Regions from separate parts of the Mus musculus genome. Here region 1 is linked to region 2. Evidence: chromatin contacts called from public Hi-C data. All regions are on one chromosome and are shown on one strand. The core of a region is the stretch at or near the end of the contact, and the rest is flanking DNA. Distances in the headings are between cores, read along the strand shown. Region 1 overlaps Ddr2 (discoidin domain receptor family, member 2). Region 2 overlaps Rgs5 (regulator of G-protein signaling 5).

Region 1 (2,700 bases), core at 37-2,536, 390 kb after region 2:
AAAATCCAACAATGAGATCTGGAAGAACCTAGGCGGAGCATACATGTATCACAGTAGTAAATAGCCAGAACTAACAAGCTCTAGCACACAGTAGGTCTGCTAGAAGTAGCTATTGGATAAATGGATGAAGAGGCATGAGTCAGCCTCAGGAAGAGTTGGCCTTCGTGTCCCAAACCCAAGCCCAGAAACCCTCCCACTGGAGAGAAGAATGGGCAATTAGAAAGATGGTGTCTGGAGCCAGACTGCCCCAAACAGCCCCCTGCTTGCCAGCTGGATGGCTCTAAGTGGCTTTTATAACATCCTTGAACTTCGATTTCTTCTTCCATAAGATGGTTGCCCCCTTGGAAGCAGTCAGAACATATGACAAGGTGGGACTACATCCTGTGTCCTGTGTCCTTGCTAAACCCCTTGAAAAATTAATCTAAAGACAAACCTTGGAGAATTGCTTATGCATGGCATTGCATTTTTTTTCTAGTAGCCTATCAACTTCAATAAAAACCAAAGTCTACTGAAAATGTAAATAACCTAAATGCAACAAGACACTCTTTAGGAAAGTGCTTTGTCTGCACTCTAAAGCCCCAACTGCCTACCAGGGTGAGCCAGCCTGGCAGTCAGGAGCGCAGAGTCTACACCTTAACTCCCTCAGCTTAAGCTCTGACTCATCTCTTTGTTTCTTATCAGACGAAATACACATATCTTTCACTCTTCACTTGTGCTGCTTTGACTGTAAATGAGACTTGGAACTTTCAGTAACCCCATAGGGTCATGGCAAGGAATAAACACTGGTGACTTGCTAGAAGTGCAAGCATTAGCCGTCGCCAGCATAATAAACAGCCTCGAGAGGTCGTGTGAGTTTCCGTAAATCCAGCTGCATGCTGGAGAGTGGAATTGTCTTGGGATTGACTGGTCACCCTAACAGACCACATCACAACTAGAGCCAGGGCCACCATCCGAATCCACATGCAGTCCTGACCCCGAGCTGAAGAGATGTACCAATAACTAACAAAGCCAACACTAGTTACTGGAATAAAGTCCTGTGACAAGAGGCTTGAATTATGGAACCTGGGCCACACATCAGAAGTAGAGGCTATTATTTGGAGAACATTTGAGGGTAATCTAGGGGACCAAGTCTTCGAAATCAGTGGAAATGACTTATTACAATCCATTGGCATAAGACGACATCATCCAGATCCAGCCAAACTAAGACGGGCAGGCAAGTGTGGAGGGATCACTCGCATGCTACCCCTGCACACTTGGTACTTCCCCGAAACTTCTCCAGCCAGAGCTCTGGCATAAGCAACAACCCAGTTCAGCCCAGGACAGCTATGGGACTCGTGTCTACTGACGCACCCTGGTGCCCCTCCTCGGTGAGTCATAGCAGTCTCCTTGCAGGCAGATTGAAAACCCACGCGGATTTTTTTTAATAGAGATAGTGTGTAAATGTTCCCCAGCTAACGGAGCCTAAAATCAATAAACTCAGAGAATTTATGGGGCCAGTGTTGTTTGTGGTTAAGAGCCTGGGGTTTGGAGCTGCCTTCCAATCTTGCCTGATCTTCTTGTTTATTTTGAGGCAGATCTTTAACCGAATCATATCTCCGGTTGCCATATCAATAAAATATAACAATTGTATTTTACCACACATGGTGTTTGCAGTATTGAGTGAATTAACATGGGCAAACACTTAGGCAGTACCCAGAAAACAGACAAGTTGGCTTGGCATACCACTTACACTGGTTGGGAAAGGTATCCACACAAATGGGGAAGGGGGAAAAAAGACAGAAAAGAAGTGTCACACTGGACAGAACAAATGGACAGCCATTTGTGTATGCTAATATTTCCACTGTGAAATATACTGTCTCATTTATTTCATTTTCATAGACTATTTTTATTATTTCAAAATTTCATACATTGTATTTTGATCATATTCCCTTGTTTTTCTACCCCTAATTCTCCCAAGACTTTTATATTCTCGCCCCTCCCAACTTCCTGCCCTCTTTGTGTTTTCTTTAATAACCTACCAAGTCCAATTTTATATGGCCCATAGACCTCTAGGTGTGCGGCCATTCCCCAGAGCATGGGCCAACCTAGCAGGGACCACACCCTTTAAAAAATCTAGTTCTCTCTCCCTCTGAAACCATCAACTGTAAATAGCTCCGCAGCTATCTCTGGGAGCGTGTGAGCATTCAGGCTAAAATGTTGAGTGGCTTGGTCTTGTGCGGGTCTTGTGCAAGCAACCAGAGCTACTGTGCATTCATGAATGCAGTGATCCTGTCATGTCTGGGATACAGTTTCCCTCCTGTCCTCCTTAACCTCTGGCTCTTACAATCTTTCCATCCCCTCTTCAGAGATGACCTCTGAGCCAGGGTGGACATGGAGGATACAGACACTCCCTATGAAGCTGAGCACTCTCTACACTCTAATCAGATACGGATGTCTGTTTTAACCACTGTCCACCGCGCACAGAACACCTCTGATAAGGTCTAGTTCAAGTGCTCCCTTTCCTAAAAGCCCCTGAGAACCAGTCCCAAGGCAAAGGCTTTGGAGACAGCCTCCCGGCCTTCATAGTCGTAATGCTGAACTCAGCCACTGAGTCAGTCTCAGTCTAGGTTTCCAAAACAAACCCCATTGAACTGAGTCGCCCTGGAAACACGCACACTGGGTTGCAGTTCCAAAAGACTGTGAATGAAAACACCAGATGGT
Region 2 (2,700 bases), core at 148-2,647:
AGAAGATTTGAGAGGGGGTAGCCGAAGATGGTAAATAAAAAGCATTCTGTGTGTGTGTGAGTGTGTGTGTGTGTTTGTGCGCGAAAACAAGCCCGCGTGTGTGTGTGTGTGTGTGTGTGTGTGTGTGTGCTGGACATGTTTTCATGGGTATTTATTGGGGAGGGAAGATAACACATAGTCTTTTCACCTTTGTGGAAGAAGCCTGCAAGGTTAGCCAGATCCAAGGTTCTTTCTACAGCAATTGTAGCTCATGCCTCTTCATAGCCAGCAGGGGGCATCTGCAACAAAGATTTGGGTTGCCTTGAATTTTACCCTGACCAAGGAAAAAAGATCAAGTCTTTTGGAAACCAGTTTTGAAAATGAGGTCCTACACTCCCCAAACTCCTTGCAGAGAGCCTTTCTTTGTGAGGAGTGTTCTTGAACTGTGTCTGGCGTCTAGACTTAAACCTTCCTGTGTCTACCAGATATGTCCCAAGCACAGGACCCTTACTGCCCCTCTGTCTCTTTAACATGGTGGAATGTAAGTTTTCTCCTTACACCCAGGTTCTCTTCTCATTAAAATAGACCCTATATAAGTGATCTGAATAATTGAATACGTGCACCACTTAAGCCCCGCCCACCAGCTTTTATCTTGTTTTCCATTTTCTTCTCTTTCTTGTTTTTATTTCGGGGGGGCTGGAAATCTACCCAGGCTCTTGCCCATTCTAGGCATGCACTCACCAAGCTTCATCGCCGGCCTCGGCTTCTCACTTCTCTGTCTCCGGTTACTTTAAAGAAAGAAACAGAACTCAGCCACTTTATGGTCCTGGCAGTCATCTGGTGGCTTTATGTGTCTTCAGTCATGCTAGGTGATTGCCATGTTAAGCAGTCAGATTCAGAAGATCCCAGGGAGTTGGTGGGGGTGGCTGAAGATGGTAGCTAACAGGTGTGTGTGTGTGTGTGTGTGTGTGTGTGTGTGTGTGTGTGTGTGTGTGTGTGTATGCATTTCCATAGGAATTTATTGTTTTTTTAGGAAGCAAGAACACACATCATCTCTTCATTCTTGTGTCCCATCAGTATTTTCTAACGATGGGGAAATGCCTACTATGTAGTTTCCTGTGTGCAATGAGCCCTTTGGAGTTGTTCCAGACACTACCAGGGCCAGAAACACCATCTTAATCCTTGAAACATCTAGAGTCAGAGCCTCTCTATCGGCTCTCAATCAAGTTCTCTTGAATATAGTTCTATTTCAAAAAAAAAATTCATCCAGCCATACTTCTGTTTGTAGTGTCCTGGTGCTGGCCTTGCACACATACATCTAAAGGTTAAAACTTGCATCCAGTCTATTCGCTGGCAGGAAAGACTAAGATGGTCTGTGGCTTTCTGGGATTTCTATCCCCTGGCCAACATCCCACACAGGGAACAGATTTTACCATTGCACAAGGCTACTACTATTCAGACCTTTGCAGCTTGAAAAGTGTGACTCATCTCCAGAATTCTCTCCCTCTGATTAAATGCTCCACCGGGCATTTCCAATTGATTTTATTTCAAAACAAGTTTTCTTTTTCCTTGTAACACAAAAGGATAACAGACCCAAGGAGACACAAATCATTTGGTGTTAATCAGCATTAATGTAATTTAGCCAGAGGGAAGGGCCTAGTGTGCAGTCGAAGAAAGCGAGGGACCATAGCTGATGTGGTAAACACATTAGAAAGTTCTCCTCTCCAGATAGAGATGATTTTGAAATTCAATTAATGTCAGATACGCTCAAGTTTATCTAGAAACGGGAAACGAATTTGGTGAGTTTGAACCTCTTTGGCTTTCCCATTGATTTGTACTATTCCCACACTGTGTGAGGCTCTGACAGGAAGGAAGGCAATGGAGGGTGAAGCTCTTTTCTGGGAACTCTTGAGAGCCATGCAGTAATTCTGTGGGGTTTTTTTTCTTTCTTTTTCTTTTTGGAGGGTTTTGCTTGCTTGCTTGCTTGCTTTGTTCTTGTGAGGCTGCCAAGTATTCAGACTGGCTGGAACCTTATCACTGGTTATTTTCATTGGTTACTGCTTGGTGAGAGTGAATGCAATCTTACTCATCGTACTCATCCTTCTCTTCAGGATTACAAATGAATAAGTAGGTCAGTTCCTGATGAGCTTTCAATGTCTTCTTCTTCAGCCTATATATACTAGGCCAGGGACAAAGCCTCAGCAACAGAGTTCTCCCAAGCACACTGTTCCCTCTTTCTTGCATTCCCAAGGCCAAGAGGAAGAGAATACCTGGTGTTCTGGTATAGGTATCAGCTCTGAGAAGAGGAACACACGTGTATGCATGCTTGTATCTGTGTGTATACACAAACACACACATAAGTGTATATATTATAAGTATTATATATCTCATGATGTCTATGGAGCAAAGGATAACTTTAAAGTTCTCATCTATCCACCTTTGCGTCCTATATGGTGGGATTATAGGTCTTTGTCACTATGCCCAGTTTATGCAGTTCTGAAGGTCAAACCCAGGGCATCTTACACACCAGGTAAACAACCAATTGAGGCTCATCATCAGAACATGATTTTTCAAAAAATAAGTGATGTTATAAGTAGTACGTCTTTTCTAGATCACATAACACACACAAATGGCCACTGGACAATTGATATAGATAAAATGTCTCTAGAGTTTTGTTTCACTCGTGTGTGTGTGTGTGTGTGTGTGTGTGTGTGTGTGTGT

The links. A called contact is a pair of places that touch in the nucleus more often than the background predicts.
Region 1: a contact with region 2 is called in a Hi-C map of muscle stem cells, with 2.8 times the contacts expected there. The contact joins two enhancer-like sites. A contact is called at or near these places in 2 of 484 Hi-C or Micro-C datasets (muscle stem cells and myeloid progenitors).

Annotation. Positions count from the first base shown.
Region 1 is chr1:170,056,920-170,059,619 of GRCm38.p6, forward strand. The region is part of intron 1 of Ddr2 (discoidin domain receptor family, member 2); the gene reads right to left. Among named protein-coding and RNA genes, the nearest start is that of Ddr2, 31 kb to the right of the region's middle. Within about 2 kb of position 1,287, at least 73 of the 459 cell types and tissues checked have an H3K27ac peak or open chromatin away from gene starts, as enhancers often do. A contact at or near this core is called in muscle stem cells, where this site is marked.
Region 2 is chr1:169,670,559-169,673,258 of GRCm38.p6, forward strand. All of the region lies in intron 1 of Rgs5 (regulator of G-protein signaling 5), which reads left to right. Among named protein-coding and RNA genes, the nearest start is that of Rgs5, 16 kb to the left of the region's middle. Within about 2 kb of position 1,398, at least 30 of the 459 cell types and tissues checked have an H3K27ac peak or open chromatin away from gene starts, as enhancers often do. A contact at or near this core is called in muscle stem cells, where this site is marked.